2 separate regions of the Mus musculus genome follow, and region 1 is linked to region 2. The links are chromatin contacts, called in public promoter capture Hi-C maps. All regions are on one chromosome and are shown on one strand. Each heading gives the region's core, a stretch centred on a gene start, on an enhancer-like site or on the middle of the called end of the contact. The rest is flanking DNA. Distances are from core to core; before and after follow the strand shown.

The links. Capture Hi-C pulls out chosen DNA fragments and counts their contacts.
Region 1: a contact with region 2 is called in a promoter capture Hi-C map of adipose tissue. The contact joins two enhancer-like sites. A contact is called at or near these places in 2 of 9 other capture datasets (adipose tissue and liver).

What each region holds. Positions count from the first base shown.
Region 1 is chr3:54,706,348-54,710,900 of GRCm38.p6, reverse strand. It overlaps Supt20 (SPT20 SAGA complex component), which reads right to left. Exons shown (of 25, transcript NM_001358015.1): 7 at 3,925-4,041; 8 at 3,760-3,813; 9 at 2,505-2,644; 10 at 1,714-1,870; 11 at 1,572-1,628; 12 at 429-500. Among named protein-coding and RNA genes, the nearest start is that of Supt20, 14 kb to the right of the region's middle. Within about 2 kb of position 1,735, at least 85 of the 459 cell types and tissues checked have an H3K27ac peak or open chromatin away from gene starts, as enhancers often do. A contact at or near this core is called in adipose tissue, where this site is marked.
Region 2 is chr3:54,538,372-54,543,490 of GRCm38.p6, reverse strand. No RefSeq gene overlaps it. Among named protein-coding and RNA genes, the nearest start is that of Gm31154, 6.0 kb to the right of the region's middle. Within about 2 kb of position 1,905, at least 60 of the 459 cell types and tissues checked have an H3K27ac peak or open chromatin away from gene starts, as enhancers often do. A contact at or near this core is called in adipose tissue, where this site is marked.

The DNA.
Region 1 (4,553 bases), core at 486-2,985, 170 kb before region 2:
ATCAAGTTGAGAGCTTCCTGCCCCTGCCTCCAAGAGCTGAGATTACAGGCATGGGCTCCAATGCCCCACATAAAAAGGTAGTGTTATATTAAAACTTCTCTGTAAAGTGAAAAACACACTCAGGGTTAATTATATTTTCCTGAAGCCCACAAGTACTCCAAATACACTTAAAAAAAAACTTATACATTAAAAGTTGTTTTCTGTTTAATAACTTCAGAGCCCAGCTTATAAACAACATACTTTACAATACGGAAGAGGCACGTCTGGCACCTGGGCAGTGAAAGCCAGAGGATCAGTATGTCTGAGGTCAACCTTGACTACACTACAAGTTTGAAGCCAGTTTGGGCCAAAAGAGACACTGTCTCCAAACAAAAAAAATACACGGGCAACTGGATCATTAGTCAAAGAGATTGGAACTGATTACTTACATGAGCTGGCCACATTGTTGGCTGTGAGTCGTCAGATTTGATGGATTCCTCCACTTTAGCATATTTTTCCACCTAAACAATGAAGATGTTGAATCAAATATAGTCAGTATCGGAACAAAGACAAGAACCTGCACAGTTCACAGAATCAATGTGGGCACAAGGGTCTCAACTAGCAGTATCACCAAGCACTTGTCAAGTTTTAAACCTCCTGATATGTTTAATTAAGTGTCGCATGTGGGACTACAGATGGTTAAGAGGTTAAGAGCACTGGATGCCTGGAGGCCACATATGCAACAAGATAATATGGCTTTCTTTCTTGGTTTGTATACATAGTCTATAGATGTCTCTGGCTTTGTGCTTTAACTGTTAAAACAGCAAGAACTGCTAGAATTGTTACAAAAAGCATTCTTGAAATAGTAAATAATTTTTGAAACAACTATCATAAAGAATTAAGTAAACTGGCAAGATTGCTTAGCAGGTAAAGGCTCTTGCCACTGAAACTTGAAGTTCCGAGTCTGCAGCCCAGGAATACCGTGGTAGAAGCAAAGACTCATCCCTCAATGGTTGCTCTCTGGTTTTCCATATGTGTTATAGTCTGCACACGGACACACACACCAAATATATATCTAAAAAATACATACTAAGAGAAACAAAAAATGAAATCTAAAATAGTCCTTTATAATGCCTTTATGATCACTTAGCACTCATGTGTCTTATGAATATTAGTAAACAATACTATTGGTAATTCCAAATTTCTAAGATTACTCATCTTTAAATTTTACCAGTTTGAACACGGAAGCATTTTGAGTTAATTATGAAGGACCACTACAGAATGGCACAAGGTCATTTCCTGTCACTATATAAAATATGCCATACTCTTTCCACATTTGGAAGCCTTAACATTCTTTCTGCTCCTAACACAGAACTCTATTCAAATGTATGCTCTTATGTAACTAACTGAGGCTGGATTGGCGGTCCACTCAATACCACAGACTTACATGACTGATACGACAGACTCTTGAAATGACAACTTTTACTGTTTCAAACAAGCTGCTCTTTTCTTCCCTTCACTTCCTCACAGCACTGGCTTCCTAATGCTGGCCTTTGACCCTGTGTCAGTGTACAGCTTTTTCATGAACTTACATCTACTTCAGAAGGCACAGCCAAGTTACAGGGGCTCCGTTTCCACATGTCTACACACTGAAAAGTAAAAACAGTACAGTCACTCGGAAACCCTAAAGCACAGCCAGTCATTCGTACAGCGAGCACCTTAGCGACTACTTACATTTCCTGCTTTGGAAATTTTGAGGTCATAATGCTGGCCTGCTTTCCTTTCCTTCCGCTTTTGTAAGAAATCAAGTAGTCTCAGCTGAGGGGGAGGAGGGCCGTGAGAGAGGTCCTGCTGGCGGTTCAGGGAGGACCTGGAGTACCTCTTCCAACACCTACAACAGACAGGAAGCAATGAAGCAGCAACTCTACCACACGGGGAAAAGGAGCAGGCACAGATCACAGACTCCATCACAGATACCCACTTACCACACACACACTCACACACTCCATCTATAAATACAACTTTCACACCAGCAAGCTTTAAGCACAGGTGAAAGAAAAAGAACAAGACAAAATACTCATGACCATGGAGCCACACTAGTTTGAATCCAGAACTAGAGAGGCAGTCATTATAAGCTAATCTCTAAAAATTGTGATTGTATTTTCTCAAAACTCGTTAAGTTACACATTGTTTCCTTGTTAACTGATTCCAATTAGTGTTGAGAAGCAGTGAAGCAACTACCCTTCTGTTTCTATCTAGTCTTCTTACAGCCTCACAACCATTTTGGTGAACAGACCATAAACTTATAAAAGTTCCTTCTTTAAAAGACTGAGGAAAATATTACTTTATAATAATGCAGAAAATATTTTTTAAAAAGGTCTATAACATAAATCCACAATACAAGGCCATGAAAAATCCCATTTTTGAACTTAGAATTCCAGCCCTCACATGCCAAGGGAAAGGGCACTCTGGCTAGCAACGATGTCAAACTTAAGAGCCTGTGTTACCCAAGTGCTGGTGGTTACCGTTTCATTGGGCGAGTGTTCATCTTCTGCCGGTTATAGAGCAGCCTATTGGCAGTGCACGCTACTGCCACCGATGGGTCAAGACACAGTGGCTCTGCTGTAGCTAGAATCAGCTGGCTCTCAAGCAAAAGTTTGTCTTCCTGAAATACACAGTTGTATGTCAGCCTCAGATGCATTTTTGATAATGTAAACATACATCATTTACCCAGAAATATTCTCAGGAAGTTGCTGAAGACTAAAGTGAATGTAGCAGTAACTCAAGTTTGAACATTAACAAGATAAAGAAACTTCTAATGGAAACCGAATTATCTGCATGATTTATAAAACAGTCACATCCACGGAGTGGGTATTTATTTGGCTGTTTAAAATAGTGGATCCAGAAATGGTAGAATATCTGAGAATAGTTATACTCTCTCTTTTACTAGTCCTCGGCTTAAGAAAATGATGCTTTCTGCTCTCTAGTGTGAATGCAAGTTTGTCTCTAACAAGAACAACTTCCAACCTTATAGATAGAAAAATAACAGCCCAGATTAAACCTCATCACTCACGAGTTACAGATAAACTGAATCTTAATTCACAAGCACATTTCACAGAGGATAACCTCACATTACTGACATTTTCTCTCCAAAGCAACAGGTAAACAAGAGCTAGAACTAAAGTATCAATTAGCTGATGTCAGCGCTAAGAAGTCCTGTTAGACCGTGTGCGTGTGCGTGTGTGAGTGAGAGAGAGAGAGAGAGAGAAAGAGAGAGAGAGAGAGAGAGAGAGAGACACTCAGACCTCAGGAGGCTCAGGTAGCAGGATCTCAAATCCCAAGCCAGCCTAGGCTAGAGATCTTACCTCAAAAAGAAAAAGAAAAGAAAGGAAGAAAGGGATGAAGGAAGGAAGGGATAAAAGCCAGGCTTCCTGTAGAATTATAGAATCCTATATGAAGGAAAATCACAATCTATTTGTTTTCAATAGTAACAATGAAGCTTTTGTTCAAGAGGATAAAAAAAACAATTTTTACATTAGGCTTCATTGGTTAACTTAACTCCAGTTTATCAGCAAGGCTGGAAACAACTGGGACTGGACTATAAGCAGTTCCTTGAGGGATTTCTAAATATACAGGAAGTACAAGACCCTAAAGCTCGTAAGGGAACCTTGGTTTTGTCCAAGCATCCAACCTAACACACCACTCTAACGTCAGCAAGGGAGCGTCTCACTGATGCTTCACATTGAGTGTGGCCTACTTGGGGTTAGAGAGAGAACTAACCTGGGTCCACTTATGGTTGTCACTTGTTATAGAATGGACATCACAGACTAAAGTCTAGAAAAAACAAAACATTTAAAAAACAGGTATGTTCTTACAAATATACAGACATTTAATAAAAATCCAACTAAAACAAAAGCCAGTACTTTCTAATTAAACTTTCCATACCTGCATTGTTGGACGTAAGAGAATGTGCCTACTTTGGTAACCAGGAGACTTCATATTACTGGACTGCCTATAGTCACGTATTTCTGCTATCACACATCCACAATGAAAAATATTAACCTGTTAAGTAAAAAAAAAAACAATGTTCAGGTAAATGTCATTTTTCAGATAATATACAAGCTTTCAAATAATAAACGAGTTCACCAAAATAAGCAACCATGTAGTGAATGGTTCCCATTCTTTAAGCTCTATACATTCAGTGGGTCTCTTTACTGGATATACCTTTATTTATTTATTTATTTATTTATTTATTTATTTATTTATTTATTTATTTATTTATTTATTTCTAGGTTCATCATTATAAAGAGCAATTGCATCCACTGACATCAGGATGAAAGAGCAATTGCATCCACTGACATCAGGATGACTCTGGCGTCCGTACGTTAGAGGGGAGGTTACTGTAGCTCCTGAGACTGAGCTCCCAGGCTCATCACTGCACTCTGCTAGCTGCGCCATTGTTATGTAGTAGTTTGTCACTGTTACACACTGTCAATCAACTGTGCCAGAATTTCAGCCTTTAGATAAACCTTCACTATTTGCTTTCCTAAAATTTCTAGACTTTTAGAGTGTAC
Region 2 (5,119 bases), core at 656-3,155:
CTAGCTATTTATTCATAGTTTGGCTAGGAGAAGTTTGTATGTTAGCTGCATTGTAAGGAGAATTTTCACTTTGCCTTAACTTTGCTAACATCCTGTTCCATGGTGTGCAGACCCAGGTACCTTGCAAAGGGATGTCCCTTAAATGACCATGTAAAACCAGGTGTAAAACTCGGTGTCCTATCACCGTGGGAAGCACACACCCTGTGGGAAGGGCTGCTTCAAGCACAGAGGCACTAGGTGCAAACGTCTTCTGGTTAACATTTCATATGAGTTTTAGTCTTCAGTTATCTTCTGGGATGGAAAGAATGGGATGTTGTCTGGTTTCATTTTCAGCCCTGTCTGAGACAGCACTAATTGTTTTAGAATCTCCACTTTCACCACATTATGATAAAATCTACAGTCTCGGGCCCTGAGGGATCCTCAGTGGTCAAGAGCATTGACTGCTCTTGTAGAGGACCTAGGATCAATTCCCTGTGCTCTTGAGAGAGGCTCACAGCCACCTGGGACTCCAGCTTCAGGGGATCTTGTGCCCTCTTCTGGCCTCTGGAGGTACTGCAAACACATATGTACATACACACACACAGATACACACACACACACACACACACACACACACAGACATACACAGACATACATACTCACACAGACATACAGAGACAGACAGACAGACAGACACATACATACACAGACATACAGGCATACACAGATACATACAGGCATACAGACAGACACACACAGATACATACAGGCATATATACAGACACACAAACACACACACAGACATACACAGACAGACAAATACACACACACACACACACACACACACACACACACAGAGAGAGAGAGAGAGAGAGAGAGAGAGAGAGAGAGAGGCAAAACACTCATACTTGCAAAATCAAACTAGATCTTTAAGATAAAAAAGATGCCCTCTTGTTATATTGCAGCCATGGTAGTAAATATTTTATACCAACTTGGATTTTTATTCTGCGGATAGTCTGAGAAGTACATAGTGTTCTGCCCATGTTAAAGTTGTTCATATTAGAAGTCAGAGGTTTAAGTAATTTACCCCTCAATCTCAAATTATAGTGCCAAGGTTAGGGTAAAAATTTAATCACTGTCTAGTTAGTTGATGCTGACCCTCTGCGCTTTCTCCTAAAATTAACTTTGTTTAAAAAGAAAACAGCTAGAGTTTTTCAGGCAAAGGGAGTTGGAGGGACAGAGGGGTTGGAGGATGGAGAACAAGGGGTAGCTCTAAACCAACTGAGCAAAAATAAACTCAAATATGAGCTCACAAAGCTGAAGCAGCAAGCACAGGGGTACCGTCTGCACCAGGCCCTCTGAGTCTGTATTATAGCTTCCAGCTTAGTATGTTTATCGAGCATCTGAGTGTGTGAATGAGAAGGCCTCTGATTCCTTCTCTTGGGGGCTTTTAGTTTTTTGTTGGCGTGTCTCGTCCAACTTCGATATGATGGCTTTTGCTTTATTTAATTATATTTTATTTTGTTAAATAGAGATACATATATATTTTAATTTGTAATATCCCACTACACTCTGTACATGTACACTATGTGTCCTGGAAGTATTATTTAATACACATATATGAATTATTATTTAAACTATCTTTGGGATGGGTCTATGAAGGCAGAGGATAAGTGATTTTAAGTTATCATTCATAGATTTGGGGGAATCTGTGAAAACACAGTACAGAAAAATATACTGCAATTCAAGCAGAAATAAGTTTCATGGAAATAGGCCTAGTTAAAAAATTAATGGACAGCATAAAGCCACCGTAGACCCTGAATGACGAGTGGGTTAGAAAATGAACAGTGCTTGCATGAGTCTGACTGCTTGTAATGCCAGGCTCCCGCTCCTCTGGTCACATTGCATGATGTAACTGGGTGAGTCAGAAATTGGACCTGCATGGGGAGATGCGGATGACCACAGCTAGTTCTTGCTTCTGCAGACATTCCAAAAGCCCTGAAATCACTTTGGGAAACAACAAAAGCTCACGATTTCTCAGTGACATTTATTAAAATGCTTACACATAGAGCAGAGGTTTAATGTGATGATGTTCCAGAAGGTTCTCCTCCTGGTCTCCACTAACCCTTCTAAATGGGAGTCCTTTATAATGTCCAGCTCAGTTCCCTGCCTTCATTTAAAAACTGACTAGAAGGAGCCCCATTGGTGCTGCTGTAGTGTTTCTTCTCACCATACACTCTCCGTTGTGTTTAAGAACTAGACTTCATTCATGCTGCTTGTCGTCTGGAGGCTTGTGTTTATGAAGCTGAACTAAGTGGCGAGAGTTCCTCCTGAGTGAGGACTGAGACTGGACTGCCCACTCCTCTTAGGAGGCATGCATCTTAGTTACTGCTCTGTTGTTGTGAAGAGACACTGTGAGCAGGGCAGCTTATAGGAGAGAGCATCCAGTTGGGAGTTTGCTCCAGAGGACTAGTCCTTTACTACTTGGGGGAGGAGCATGGCACTGGAGAAGCAGCTGTGAGCCCTGTTCTGATCCGTAGGCAGCAGGCAGAGAGGGAAAGAGAGTCTGGCCCTGGTGTGGGCTTTTGAAACCCCAGAGACCACTCCCAGTGATCACACACCTCCTCCAACAAGGTCACTCTTAGACAGTCCAGCTAACGGGTGACTAAGCATTTGAATATATGAGCCTATGGGGGCCATTCTCCTTCAAATCACCCCATAATCACCCCATGGTAGCTTTTCAAATCTGGATTTGATTAGATAAAGTTATGACTTAGTTTGGAACTCCTCCATCAGACTGACCCAAGATCATAAAAGAAAGAGCTTAGAAACTCTTCAAGCTACAGAATCAGGAAGTCTGTAAATGACACTCAGCAGTTAGCCTTCTGCATAGAAATTTTGGATGCCTTGATCCCCACTGAAGGTTATCAAATTACTAATTCGCAAGCTTCTGCATTTGAGGACTGTGGTGGTTTGAATATGCTTGGCCAAGAGAGTGGTACTACCAGGAGGTGTGACCTTGTTAGAGGAAGTATGTCACTGTGGGGGTGGCCTTTGAGACCTTCCTCCTAGCTTCCTGGAAGTCAGTCTTCCCCTGTTTGCCTTTGGAATGAGTGGTAGAACTCTCAGCTCCTCCCAAATCATGCCTTCCTGGATGCTCCCATGCTTGATGATAATGGGCTGAACCTCTAAACCTGTAAGCCAGCTCCAATTAAATGTCCTTTATAAGTGTTGCCATGGTCATGGTGTCTCTTCACAGCAGTAAAACCCTAACTAAGGCAAGATCTAAGCAAGCATCTGTGACAAGGTATTTGAAACTCCTTCTTCTTTTGAACTTATTCCTCTCCTTCTCTTTATTTTCCATCCCCTTTCTCCTCAAGTGTGCAGAGATCTGGGGACAAATCTGTGGTCTATAAACAGTTTCAAGTTTTAGTCTCCAGGCATCTTTTGGACATTCTGTATACGTGACTTCTGGGGCTGATCCCATTAAGGTGTTCTGAGGTGCTAAGTGTTTTGAGACTCAGGACACTGGCAAATTTCTCCTGTTTCAAATAATCTCTTTCAGCTTTCTCTGATATCACATTACTGCTTCCTTCTTCTCAGATATATATTAAATGATAAGTGTCATGTCTTTGGGTGACATGGTCACTTTTAGACTTGTCCAGTTGTAAGGGCCATGGTGGTCAGGTATAAAAATGTTTGATGCCCCAAAATATAGCAAACAAAATGAATAATTATTTATCTGAAATGTCATCTACCTTGGTAAAAAAAAAAGTTTTAGCTTAGAGCATTCTGGTAATAGAATCTTCCATCTACATTCCTGTAATTTGAGGCTCCAATATGCAAAAGTAGGAGAAAACACAGAAAAGATCAGTAGATTTTTGTTATGAAGTGAAATAATTACCTTTGTTGTTGCTGAAACCAGATATGAAGCAGCCTAAATGGAGGAGGGTTGTTTTGGCTTATAGTTGGATGGGGCTCAGTTAATCTTGGTGGGGGAAGGCATGGAGACAAGAGTGAGTCAGTTGATCATATTGTGTCCACAGTCAGGAAACTGAGAGTTAGCAGGATTTGGAGCCAGGTTGTCCCATCTCAAGGCCCAACCCCATGGACCCACTTCCTTCACTGAGGCTCCATCTCCAAAGTTTCCACACCTTTCTAAAACATTGACATTAGCTGAGGAGCAAGTGTTCAAACATATGAGACCATAGAAGACATTTTCCATTCCAACCAGAGCCTAAAGCATCACTGTCATCTAGATGAGAAGAAAGACAACAGCTATGCTTGCTATGTGTTCACGGTACCGACACCCTGACTCTGAAATCTAGATGGACAAGTATGGTTTTAAGAGTATGAGGTGAACCTGACAAACTTGAGTGGATCTCTGAGATCCTATTAGAGAAGTGGTCATCTTTTCCCAGTGCTGAGAAAATAGACATGGTAAGATCTAGGTATACAGTACAGCCAACCCAGGGAAAGGAGCCAAAGGCAGTGAGATGCCAATGTTGGTTAACCTCATTCAAATCTTTCCATCGGGCCGTATTTGAGAGAATGAACATATTCTTGAAGTTTTGACTTATATAGGTCAAGACATTCACTTTTTTTTTTTATAAGAGCCAATGTCTTAGTTGTGATTTCCATTGCTGAAAATAGACACCGTGACTGAGGTGACTTTTTAACTGGGGCTAGCTTACAGGTTCTGAGGTTCAGCCATCAAATCATATTATCATGGCAGGAAGCATGGCAGCATCCAGGCAGGCATGGTACTGGAGGAGCTGAGAGTTCTACATCTTCATCCAAAGAAAGCCAGGAGCAGACTGTATTCCAGGCAGCTAGGAGGAGGGTCCAATGCCCACTCCCACAGTGACACACTTTCTCCAACAATAGTGCCACTCCCTAGGTCAGGCATGTTCAAATCACCACAGCTAGTTTTCGTGCACATGGGCGTGTGTGTGTGTGTGTGTGTGTGTGTGTGTGTGTGTGCACGCATGCTGTAGGAGAGTCAGAGGACAACTTGTAGCAGTCATTTTTCTTCTCCTACCATGTGTGTCTTGGGGACTGAATTTATGTTGTCTGGCTTGGTGGCCAGTGCCTCTGCCTGTGAAGCCATCTCACTGTCCTGTTCTGTATCTGTTTTTAC